3 separate regions of the Mus musculus genome follow, and regions 1 and 2 are each linked to region 3. The links are chromatin contacts, called in public Hi-C and promoter capture Hi-C maps. All regions are on one chromosome and are shown on one strand. Each heading gives the region's core, a stretch centred on a gene start, on an enhancer-like site or on the middle of the called end of the contact. The rest is flanking DNA. Distances are from core to core; before and after follow the strand shown. Region 1 holds the start of Golt1b (golgi transport 1B). Region 2 holds the start of Pyroxd1 (pyridine nucleotide-disulphide oxidoreductase domain 1). Region 3 holds the start of Strap (serine/threonine kinase receptor associated protein).

Region 1 (4,508 bases), core at 850-3,349, 4.7 Mb after region 3:
TCTTAAGTCTTAGCTCTGCTTGCTTTGCCTTTTGGCTTTAGCATGTTCATCTATACAGGGTCATGAGTTTAATCTCTAGCACCACAAAACAGAAACTAAACAAAACCAGTACTATCAATAATGCTCAGTCAATCTGTCACTATTATATACAAAAAAGTTACAAAGCAATATAGTTTTTAAAAAATCTTACAGATGTTGGTGCCAAATAGAATGTCAACAATACTTACCAAATATCCTACTGTTTTAAAGTGATAAAGCCAAAAGGCCGAATATTAAATAGTTCTGCCACTAGGCCCATGTGTACCTTAGCAATATGACATACTGTTCCTCTGTGGCTTTCTCTCTGACTTAAAAACTGGGGTGGCTGCCTCCCAGGTACTGAAACTAAAAGCATGCACAGCCATGCCTGGCAGGACTCACCTTACAAATAAGGATAGATTTTTTTCAAAAGTAAATAAATGAATGGATAAACAAATAAATAAACTACTTGGCAGTATACTGCACAGTTGCTTTAGAGAGTTACAGTTAAATGCCTACTTAAAAGAAATTAATATTCTAAGTAAATAATTTCCAGAGCCTCCTCTCTTCTGCGGGAGCTTACTCCATTTCTCTATAAAATTTGCTCACTTGCAGAGGGGGGGTGAGGTACACACTAGTACTCTTTTGGCTTAAAAGAATCTGGGACAGTTACAAGTGGAAGGAAACATGACTTATATTAAAATTTAAAGATTAAAACTTGGCCTGAACATTTAACTCCCCAAACTGTTATGTTTGCTCAATGACAATCTGTTACCATTACATAAAAACAAAATTAGAAAGCATGTTATATTTTGCTTAATTTTGTATTTTTAGTAATTATTTGGGTAGACGTGTAACCTGCCCAAAATTCCCTTGGAAGAACTTAGGTTTTCTGCCTATTTAAGTTTCAACAGTTTGCTAATTTTAAAGTCATTCGTACTCAGAACACAGGCTTTTTTTTGGGGTGGTGTTTTAGTTTTCTGTGTTAGGGGCCAAGGACCTCATTGTGTTCATGAACTGTTGTGAACAACTTTTTTGCTCAATCAATGACAATCTGTCACCATTACATAAAAGCAAAAAACAAACGTTTGAAAGTGTGTTATATATTGCTTAATTTTATATTTGCTAAACCTAAGAGTGCTCTCCAAAGACAGATTCTGCACCCGCCTATTCTCACTTGAACTGTTTCCTTTATCGAATTTGTACCCTTCCTGTGCATGGCTGTTAAGACAGATAAGCCCTGATTAAAGAGTAAGGACAAAACTAACGGACATTTAAGGATGGGTTTAAATCAAGACTCCTCCTTCCTCACGTATGAGAACATCTCCTTATCACTTCCTAGACTGATACTATTCTGCCCATGGACTCTAAGGTCCTGTATCATGGCAGAGCCTGAATCTCTTCACTTTTGTAAACAGCCTAGAAAAAAAAAAATGCCTTTTCCGGAACCTAAAAACAGGCGCTTTCTCTTCGCTTAGGAGAGATTCGGTCTAAGTTCATTTCCTGCCACTACTTCAAATATATATATATTTTTGGACTTTGCTGCCAATAACCTACCCCTTGCCTAAATTAGGCAACTTCACAGCAAAACATAGCGTAGCACGAAATATATCCAAGAACTAAGTTACAAAGAGGTCTGTCAGTCAAAAAACGTGAACCAGGTCCACTGTCATCAGTGCGGAAGGAAAACGCACGCTAACCCTGAGCGCATCCCTCCACCCCGCCGGCTCCACAGACGAGGCAGAAGCGCAAGCTGCGGCGACCAGGGCTCCTGAAAGCGATGGCAGAGACGACGCCCAGCTCCTATCCGCCCAGCAGACAGCCGCGGACCCACGCGCCGGAACCGGCACCACCACGAACCTGTCAGCCGCTCCGCGCGTAAAAACCTTCCCGCCGCCCGGCATGCAGCGCCCACCCTTCCGGATCAGCCCCCTCCACCAATCACAAGCCATTGCCTTCTCTGATTGGCTGCGTGGTGCGGCGTCCGGGTGCACATCCGAACAAGAGCGCGTGCTATTGGTCTCGCTGCAGCCAATGGAGCGCGGCCTTGCGGCCCGGCGGCGGCGGCTGCGTGTTTCCGGAAGACGTGGCGGCTCGGGCCCGGGCGGCGTCGCCGAGGCTCTTCTCCGGACCAGGCTTCGCAGCGTGGGCCCCGAAGCACCGCGGTCCTCGCCGCCGCCACCATGATCTCCCTCACGGATACGCAGAGTAAGCGCTGCCGGGCCCCAGCGTTGGCCGGTGCTCCCGCCTCAGCCTCTGCTCCGCCCCGCAATGAATGGAGCGAGCGCGCGTGGGGCGGCGGCCCGCGGGAGGGAGGGGGCCGTGACGGGAGGACCGCCGACCTGCCTCGGCCCAAGTGCCGCCGCCGCCTTCGCCCCGGTGGCACCCGTGCTCTGTCCCACGGAACAGCCGTCGGACCAAGTTTCCGGGGTGGCGGGAATGGGACTGTCCGCCCGCGCGGAGCGCCTGCAAGGCTGGGGTGGGCTGGGGGCGTAGAGAGCCGTGATCAGACTCCACTGTTACCTACCTACCCAAAATTCCCTTAACAAGGACTTCGGTTTTCCGCTCGTTTAAGTTTCAACCAAGTTTACTAATGTTAAAAAGTCACTTTGTGCTCTGAGCATTGACTTCGATGGTTTAGATTTCTGGGTTAGGAGCCAGGATCACACTGTAGGTTAACGAGGCTGGCCTTGCGCTCATTGTGTCAGTGCTAGCCTTCCCACTTGTAATCCTGCCCCGGTCTCTAAAGTTATGAGATTACAAGCATGAAGGACTCTGCCTGTCTGTACTGGGAAAGGATTTCTTTATTAGTGTTGTATTCTGTACTTCGTGGCGTGTTCTATTTTAGCATCCTGTTTCTGCCTATCTCATCATTCTGACCAGCTTTGCAGTCTTCAGTCTTGCCTTTTTTTTTTTTTTTGTAGCCCCAGAGATTAGAGCATCTCAGCCAAATGTTTCTGCAGACTAGCAGAGCGTTATCCCTATCTCCATCGTTTTCTCTGTGACTTCATTTTTCTATGTTTTCTTATCAATCTTAATTATTTTTCTATTTATAAATTCTACCCAAGCTGGTTACTTTTTAAAGATATCTTTATGGGTATGACCTCTTTTTGCCTCACTTTTGCTCATTACCATGAACTTTGTTTCTTCAAACTATATTCACCTTAGCTTTTCAAGATTCTAACATCCCACTGAAGTGAAACAAAAACCTTCCTTGAAGTTATTCTCAAGTGGAGTTTGAAGATTTAGATTCAAGTTGTGGCACACTGGAGTGTCACAGGTGCTTTATGAGTCCCTCCACACCCTGGCAGTCCCCTCTGTCTTACTGTGGACTGCACAGCTACCTTCTCTAGCCCAGGGGTGTTGTCTATTGGTCCAGTCAGGCTCCTTTGGTTCTAGTCAGAAATAAAAGTGTCCCTTTTTTCCCTACTGTCACTAAGTCTTGTGAACCTGTTTCAGTTTAGTGCAACATGTAGTTATATAGACAAGAGTGATCTTAATTGCTTGTTTAAATGAGTTTTTTTAACATGCATGTGGGGACCAGAGTCACAGGATCCTCCTGGAGCTATAGTTACAGACGGTTTTTAGCTGCCTGGTGTGGGTGCTGGAAACCAACTTGGATCCAGAAGAGCAGCTTTTCTTACTTACACGTTTAATTCTTACACAAGCATGGGAAGGCATGGACCATTTATGAATTGGGACGTGTAAGACATTGAGTTACACACAAAGGCAGAAACAGCCATGGTCCTGGGATTTCTGGTTCACAAGCCTTTGCTCTTGTTACTGTAGTACTAGCTAGCTTCTGAGGAGACTTGATGTCAACATTCACATCTTGGGATGGTACAAGTCTGTGGTGTATAAATTACCCTGTGCACAGGGCAGAGAATGTCACTCTCCAACAAAAGTAACACAGTGAGGGATTGAATTCTGGGCAGAAGAAGCTGTTCTCCCCTTGTTTTACCACATTTCTTGGGATGGTGAAATTCTGTGATGTTCACTTGTTGATTTCTGAGGTGAGATGGTGAGTTATAGCCAGTGGTTAGGGAACCAGAGCTGGTCAAATTCAGATTAGATCTGTGTCTGTGTTGACTTCGAGGTTGAACCACTAGCAGCCCAGAAAGGTGCCAGCATGAGTCATGGCTTTCAGATGTTGTGAGGAGGTTGATCAAGCTCTGAGCAGTCGGGTAGATGCCAGTTCATGATGTGCTGAAGATTCTGTAGTATGCCCTCCCCCATACCAGCAAAGCCCAAAGAAATGCCAAGACTTACTCAAGGAGATGAAATGGGGGCAGCTTCCAGCTTACATCTGGATTGTCACATTAAGCAAAATGCTGCTGTGGTATTTGTTTTACTTAGTTGGACTCTTCTGTTTCCTAAAGGGTGTGATGAGGAAGGCGGGGCTGCTCTTGCTCTGTGAAGGTGTCCCCATCACTAAATGTCAGCTGTGATTGACAATGGGCTAAACTGGTCTTTATAAAATTTCTTCAGTA
Region 2 (4,055 bases), core at 664-3,163, 4.6 Mb after region 3:
CATGATATTAATAATTTTATATATATGCAAAACATCCATACACATAAGATAATACAAATTGAGGGATTTTCTTTAGCAGCATACCAATATACTTTTTTTTTTGGTTTTTCGAAACGATTTCTCTGTGTAGCCCTGGCTGTCCTGGAAGACCTGTCTGTAGACCAGCCTGGCCTTGAACTCAGAAATCTGCCTGCCTCTTTATCCCAAGTGCTAGGATTAAAGGCGTGTGCCACCACTGCCCAGCTACAAGTATGCTTTTATTTTTACAAAGACTGTTTTTATATTTTGCATATGAGTGTTTTGCCTGAATGCATGCCTGTGTGTCATGTGTGTGCGGTGCCTATGAAGATCATATATATATATAAATATATATATATATATATATATATATATATATATTTAAGATACTAGGTAGGTGATAGATAGATGATATATATGTGTCATTTAAATATGTCATATATTTAAAATACTTTTTTGCTGTTTCGCTTTAAAGTCCAAAAGGCCTACTTATTCTTTTTATTCTTGACCATCCCTTCACTGTTTTGTTATTGTTTTTTTTTTATGTTCTAAAGTAAAACAGCAAATGGTGAATGGATACAGTTTGAATATTAGTTAATATTTCTATTTATGTTGATGAGTAACATGTCCAACAGAAGTTCTAACTATGATAAACAAATGAATCAGGTGTGTTTACATGTGGGTATTACAAATAGAACTATTTTACTGAGATCACCAACCACTGAAGTCACCAGAAATAGTAGCTGGGGTCGTGTCAAGGAGCTTACGACTTTGGTGTAGTTGGGATGAAGTAAAGCAGGGTAGGTTTAAACTCATAAGATGTTTTTGGGCTACATAGAGGCAACTCCTTTCTCCATTTTACAGTTATTAAAGTTATTGATGAGGAGCGGCAGCTTATTGAGGGAAAGGAGTTGCAAAAAGCTGACGTTGTGTGTGCTAAGAAAAGAAAGAAAGCAGCGGTGTCATTCAAAGCTGAGGAGCAAATGGTCTCCTGTAAAACGATGAAGCAGTGTATATCTATAATGAGATATAGAGTCCCTGTTACCCAGATTGGCCATCCTCAGAGTTTAAAGAATTAAAGAGGCATCAATAAATACCAGTGTTAGACAGAGACGATTAAAAAAGGCCTTAATATTAAAATCAAACCGCCAAGCGAGACAATCCACAAGGGCACAAAGATTAACAGCAAGGTAAGAGAGGATACTGCAGAGGAAAGAGGTGAAAACAACTCAGCCATTTCTGAACGCCATTCCTCAGGCAAATGAACACTAGGAAACTATAACTGTTAAGAAATGCTATGTTTTTGCACCTGTACATTTTTACTGAGCTCAGAATTGGAAGTTAGAGGCTAACTTCTTCAACTATTCAACAGTATTTGATTGTCATAAAGATGTCATAAAGAATGAGTTTTCAAAGGCCGGGCATGGTGGCGCACGCCTTTAATCCCAGGACTCGGGAGGCAGAGGCAGGCGGATTTCTGAGTTCGAGGCCAGCCTGGTCTACAAAGTGAGTTCCAGGACAGCCAGGGCTATACAGAGAAACCCTGTCTCGCAAAAAACAAAAACAAAAACAAAAAGAATGAGTTTTCACAATATCCCATTGCTATGTGAAGGGCAGCAATCGAGACTATTCCAGAGGATTCGAGTTCTTCCCCTACAGAATAAGAAGAGGCTCGCATGAAAGTCCCCTAAGGCAGGGGCAACCAGAGTTCAAGATGTGGGCGTGGTAACAGCCGGAAAGTCTGCCTCCAGATTTTCAAACGCAAAACACGTGGGAAATACTCATACGGACTAAGTGTGAGCTTCCGGGCACCCGTAGTCCAATGTCAATGGCCCGAGCGCCGGAAGTGATTTGTGGGCAGCGTCTCTTCCGGGTAGAAAATAGCTGGAACTTTCACCAGTGTTCAGTCTGCCGCCAGCCCCCGGGGAACTATGGAGGCCCCGCGACCGGCAGGGACATTCGTGGTGGTAGGAGGTGGCATCGCTGGCGTCACGTGTGCCGAGCAGGTTCGTGGGCGCGTGCTCCGCCCCTTCTGGACCCTGTTGTCGTGGTTACGGGAGATTGCGGCGGGCGGCACCGCTTCGCGGGTCGCTCTTCCGGCTTTTCCCCACGCCCACTCGGCGGCGCCGCTGGTGGGGAGGCTGCGCAGAGCCCCGTTGTAGCGTTTGGGGCCAGGAGTAGACAGTGCCTAATTAGCTAGGAATCCAAAATCGAACCAGACTCCGGGTGGAATAGTGTGCCAGTGGGCAGGAGACCTTGGCGTTTGGACAGAAAATTCTCCCACTTTTCAGATTTCCTTCACACATGAAATTTAGTTTCTTGATAAGTGCCACGACGTTAATAAATAATTTCAACGTTACCTTGAACTCCAAAGATAAAATTTCATGTCTAGCAGAAGTTTGGGGCAAAGGACTACAGATGAGGAAATTCTAATCATGATAAACAAATGAATCAGATGTGTTTACATGTGCGTATTACAGAAAAGAACTATTTTGTTGCGATCACCAACCGCTGAAGTCACCAGAAATAGTAGCAGGAAGTGTTTTTTGAGTTGTTAAACTTGGGTGGTGCAGCTCCTGTTTATCCATCAAAGAGTTCATATTCCAAGTCACGTCATCACTGTGTTACCTTAATCTTAGGAGTTACTGGTAGGAGTGAATTAAGGTAAGGGGTAATTAACTTCTCTTAATGTGTAAAGATTACCAAATAGAGAAGAAAAACATACTCCACAGTGTAGCCTTCATGGGAAGAAAGCATGACTTAAATTGCAAGCAGAGAAGCTGATAAGAGACAGAAGCAAGGAAGACTGCCAGAGTTCAGACCACATAGGTTGATACGACTTGCTGTGTTTAATGAAAGTCTGCAAATAGATGGTTTCGAGTTAGGGGTGAAAGCTTTGTAAATTTGATTAGCTACAGTGTGTGTGTTAAGGGCAAATGGTCGACAGCTGTGTGAAGCAGGAAGCTAACCTGTAGATAGTTCTCAGGAGTATTAAGTTTTGAGAACTTGATCCAACAAGAAATGTACAAGATAGATTACAGAATATGAAGAGGAAACAAAGGCAGAGAGTGGTCAGATATAGGACATTCAAATAGGTTGAGTCACAGGACTGTTGTATGGCCTGAGGGCGTGGGGTTGAGGGTGCTGAGCTTCGTGGGACATGAGCAGGGACATGGGACAGGCAGTGGAACAGAATCCAAGATGAGCAAACGACCACCCCCCTCCGGAGTGTAGGGAAAAGGTAGAAATCGTGAAACTGCTGCATGTTAAGTCTTTGTGTTTTGTTAAGCTAAGGTTCAAATGGCTCTGTCTTCCCTGAGTATGTACTAGTCAGAGAGGGAGTGTGAGGGCCATGGGAAGAGTGATGCTGAGATTCTGTCTCATATCGCAGCCTTGCTTTAATTTTATCCTCAGCGAAGGCAAGTAAAAACACTACTTTAAAATGAATGGAAGTAAGTAAGCAGTCTGTAATTGGCTGTATAGCTTTAAACTGGTATATGGAATAAGTCGGCCAAAGATACTGCTGTAGTGGTTTTAGGTCTTTGTTCTCCTTTATCGTGACTGTACTGTTCATCTTATCACTGTAAGGGTTTACCATCACCAGTGCTGTGGCACTGTGGCTAACACTCAGAATAACACGATTTTACATGTGAGACACTGACGGTTTATTACTTACAGTGCCATAGCACCATGACAGCATCATTTACTCAGTAATGCCTGATGTTCTCTCTCCTGTCCTTTCTCCTTAAAACTCAGCTGGCTGTCAGTTTCCCAGAGGAAGACATTCTCCTAGTCACAGCCTCTCCTGTTATCAAAGCCGTTACAAACTTCAGACAGGTGAGAGGCTCGGCGGAAGATGTGACACAGTTCCCTTTGAACTGTGTGTTGAATTTGTTCTGTCTTGAGAAGTCTGAAGCTTTTTTTCCATTAAAAGTCTACATGTTCAATTGTTCAATGTATATTAGATAGTTACTTTTAACTGAACTAGAAAATTCTGAGATTTTAACTTTTATCTCTTAATAAGACAAATCTCATTG
Region 3 (4,018 bases), core at 1,378-3,877:
TTTCCTGATGCAAGAGGCGTCAGGACAAAAGGGAAAAGGCTCTAACCATTAATCCTTTACTTAATCTCCTGCTGTTTTAGGGTGAGATGCTAAGTGCCTAAGACTGCAGTCTCTGGTCTCAGAGGAACACAGAAGGCAGGTCAGCTACAGTAGCGTAGTAACTTAGAATAGTAAACTTTTTATTACTATACAGAAACCCTAAATATCTTGTAAGATAAAGTCTTACCCCTGTATTTCCTAAGACAAAGTCAGGAGCCATAATAGGACAAGCTATTAACTAGCAGGTGATCTTCCTGAGATGGTCGGCCTCGGATTAATCTGTACCTCCTAAGACAAAGTCTTACCCTCTGCTGCCTCAAGAAGAACCAACAAGAAAGAAGATCCCACCAGGGCTGGCCCCTGGCAGAATTTCAGTCTTCTCCAAGAGCATCCTCAATTATAGGCAGAATTCTAAAATAGCCCTTAAGAGTCCAGCCCCAAGCACAGATGCTCTGTACAGTCTGCCTGTACCTTTGAGTGTGGGTAGCCTGGGATGCCTATGGTGGCATAATCACTATTTGGATGAGGTAGCCTCATATGACCAGGGCCTGGGGAAGATATTCCTGTGGTTTGACATAAGCTCAATGTCACAGGTCACAAAGAGGCATTTCTGCTATCCACGAGTAGGAAGTACCGTGCCATGCTGTGAGCATGCACACACAGGCTTCATCTTTTTTTTTTAACTTTAGCAATCACAGTAAAAACGTGTGGAGGAGCTTATACTGCCATATAAGATGTGTGTGTGTGTGTGTGTGTGTGTGTGTGTGTGTGAGAGAGAGAGAGAGAGAGAGAGAGAGAGAGAGAGAGAGCTTACATTTCCCTGCTCTATTTCAAAGACTTATTAGGCCTTTTCATTTCTCCTGCTTCCCTGTACTCTCACCTGCAGACAGAACCTTCCGTTACAACAAACCCCCCAGGAGACACTAGAGTCACAGCCTTAGAGGTAATGGCTATGCTTAGCACCTTGATTTGATCTGCAATCATCAAAATACTACTCTATTCCGTAACCGTGAACAATGACTATATATCAAGAAAAAAAAATAAAAGCAGAATAAAATAGGGCTTTAAAGAAGCCCTAACAGATGACCAAATCCCAAAGGTATGATTAACAATGAGCATAATAAGATCCCAAATTAATAATCATGGTGTGTGAATAGTTTATCTATCATGAAGTAGGCATCCACCTTCATTTATTTTCAGATAGCCTATTTGTGGAATTTCTTTCACAGTGATCTACAGAGCATTTTTGCCACCCATAGATCTCTTCATGTAGAGAGGATTTGTGTCACTTCTACAGTGTCTATTATAATGCCAACATATGCTTGATATGCACTTTAAAAGTAGTGTGTGCATGTGTGGTAGGCAGAAGTCAGTCTTAGGAGCCCCAGGAGCCATTCACTGTTAGGTTCCAGGCTGATACAAGAGGCTTTCAGAAAGGGGAAAGGGGATACCAACTCTATGCCTTTGACCAGGGTCAGACATAGCAAAGTCTGGAACCAGGCCCCCCAGAGTTAAGATTTCAGTCTGTGAGAACGTGACTTTTCCTCCTAAAGAGACTGGAGTAGTCAGTCCCAGGCCAGTGTGTGCTTGGTCTGTGGCACACATGAAGTATTCTGTGTTCCTTTTGTGCAACACTGCTTGGTTAGCTTTCTGATGACTTCGTCCCACTGTATGATAGGTTTTTCTGTTCCATTTTCCCCATACAAACAGTATATAAGATGCTGTACATCTTAATAAATTAGCTTAGCATAAGACATAGTTTTAGGGAAAACCTCCTGACCCCAACTTTCCTGTCTTCTTTATTTCTGATCCGTTCGGTCCCTCCTCTCAGGAGCCTCTCAGTGAAGAATGGCTCACTGGTCCAGATGCATCTACACTCTTTTGTTTTTGAGATGTTTTTCACTCATACTTGGAACTCACTGATTGCTATGCTGGCTGGCAGGGATTGGTATCTTTTCAGTGCTGCATTCCAAGCATGTATCACACCATGTATAGCTTTTTTTTTTTTTTTGTCGGTACTGGGTATCACACTTCATGCTTACATGGCAAGAACTTTAGCCCAGTAGACTGGGGTCTCTCCCTCCCCAGCCGCAGTGATAGTTGCTAGAGCCACTGAAAGAGCCCTTATCAGTTAGGTTGTCACGGATCCTTGCTGAGCACTAAGTGAATATTTCCCACTTGCAAATAAGCATTTGCTGGCCATCCACTAAACGCCAGTCACTTATCTGTCACCAGGATATAAATGTTGTTAGCATAACCACTCTATTAGGGAAGTCATTACTGTTTGTGAGTTGTGACGGTGTATGCCGGGAGGGGGGTGGGAAGGAGAGCGACAGAATGGTTGCTACTGGGTAGGCAGTTAGATGTGAGATGATTATGGAAAAGTGTGTCTGTAGCTTAGCAATGAGAAGGTTACAACTCTACAACAGCATCCTACAAGGGACGGACTCGGCGGCTCCCAACACTGGGTAGCAACGGGACGCCGCGCGCTTGACGTCGTCAGAGCAGCATGGGTTCGGTCTCCGAGCTCGCGCCTGCGCACACTGCTTCTCGCGCTGCTGCTGGGAACTACCGCCTTCCCGCCAGTCGTCACTTCCGGCTGACGCGACGCGTCGGGCGACGTCACGTCCTGCCGCTACCGGTAGGGACCGTGAGTGGCGGCAGGCCGGCTCTCCGGCGCTCCCCTCCCCTCCTCCCTCCCTCCCTGTCCCTCCCTTGGCGGCCGCGAGTCGCGGGGACTCTGGAGCCGGCCTCCTTCGGCGTGAGTGCGGGGGCCTCAAGCAGCCTGAGGCGCCGCGGCAGAGAAGGAGGACGACCGCGACCCTCGGTCCCCGCTCCGCGTCACCGCGCTCGCCGCCGCCATGGCCATGAGGCAGACGCCGCTCACTTGCTCGGGCCACACGCGGCCCGTGGTGGATTTGGCCTTCAGCGGCATCACGCCTTACGGCTACTTTCTGATCAGCGCTTGCAAAGGTGAGCTGAGCCCGCGACGGCCGCGGCTCCCGAGTGCCGACGGGTGGGTGGGTCGTGGCTGCCAGCGACAGCCATCGCGCTGCTGGGACTAGAGGGTCGCCCCTGGCCGGGCTTTATGCGTCCCTCCTCCCCACCGTTGTTAGTGCTCCCCAACACCTCGCCTTTCTACCCACACAACTACATTGTGTTTGCCAAGGATTTACGGGAAGAAGAAATTAGGCCAGGCCGAGAGGAGTGCCCTTTATGTCCTCTCACTCATTGTTTCATCCTTTGTGGTGTGAGCCTCATTTTTTTTTTTCCCCGACGAAAGTGTACGTTAGGTTTATGTGGTCCAAAGTAAAAAGCGGCTATCTAGATCGTTTTGACACCGCATGTCACTGGCATCCAGCCCACGGTTTTTCAGAAGTTTTTATTTATGTGTGCCTGTGTTGTCTCTATGCATGCTTGTACCTGTGTGAAGGGGTGCCCCAAGAGGAAGGCATCAGATTGTCCAGAGCCGGAGTTAGAGGCTGTTGTCAGCCTCCGTGTGGGCGCTGGGAATCGGAATCAGGTCTTGTGGAAGAGCGTTTCCCAGGTCTTTATAGTTGCTTTGTAATCCGAGTTTGCAAAGGTGATGAGGGAGGCCTCTCATTCGGTCCCAAAATTGCTTATGCTTCCCAGGAAGAGTGGCTACAACTCCTTAGTCCCTAGGTCACTGAGACCATATGCACAGACCAGGATGGGGACACCCTCCCCCACGCCCCCACGGCTTAATGGGAGTAGGGGGGAGCAGTCAGAACAACGGTTTTCCAGTAGTTTGCTGCTCAGGATTTGGTATTACGTTGCATGCTTCTAAATCACAGATGTCTGAAAATATTTTCTAGATGGCAAGCCCATGCTCCGCCAGGGAGATACAGGAGACTGGATTGGAACATTTTTGGGTCATAAAGGTGCTGTTTGGGGTGCAACATTGAATAAGGATGCCACCAAAGCTGCGACAGCAGCTGCAGACTTCACAGCGTAAGTG

The links. Promoter capture Hi-C pulls out the DNA fragments that hold promoters and counts their contacts. Hi-C and Micro-C count contacts between places; a contact is called where the count stands out from the background.
Region 1: a contact with region 3 is called in a Hi-C map of B cells, with 8 read pairs. The contact joins the promoter of Golt1b here to the promoter of Strap in region 3. A contact is called at or near these places in 1 of 39 promoter capture datasets (pre-B cells) and 1 of 484 Hi-C or Micro-C datasets (B cells).
Region 2: a promoter capture Hi-C map of pre-B cells shows a contact between it and region 3. The contact joins the promoter of Pyroxd1 here to the promoter of Strap in region 3. A contact is called at or near these places in 1 of 39 promoter capture datasets (pre-B cells) and 1 of 484 Hi-C or Micro-C datasets (CD4 T cells).

Annotation. Positions count from the first base shown.
Region 1 is chr6:142,385,144-142,389,651 of GRCm38.p6, forward strand. It overlaps Golt1b (golgi transport 1B), which reads left to right and starts at 2,100. Exons shown (of 5, transcript NM_025872.4): 1 at 2,100-2,226. The coding sequence starts at 2,202. It overlaps Recql (RecQ protein-like), which reads right to left and starts at 1,944. Exons shown (of 15, transcript NM_023042.3): 1 at 1,879-1,944.
Region 2 is chr6:142,343,784-142,347,838 of GRCm38.p6, forward strand. Pyroxd1 (pyridine nucleotide-disulphide oxidoreductase domain 1) reads left to right here and starts at 1,914. Exons shown (of 12, transcript NM_183165.3): 1 at 1,914-2,024; 2 at 3,775-3,855. The coding sequence starts at 1,950.
Region 3 is chr6:137,732,455-137,736,472 of GRCm38.p6, forward strand. Strap (serine/threonine kinase receptor associated protein) reads left to right here and starts at 2,628. Exons shown (of 10, transcript NM_011499.3): 1 at 2,628-3,012; 2 at 3,876-4,011. The coding sequence starts at 2,901.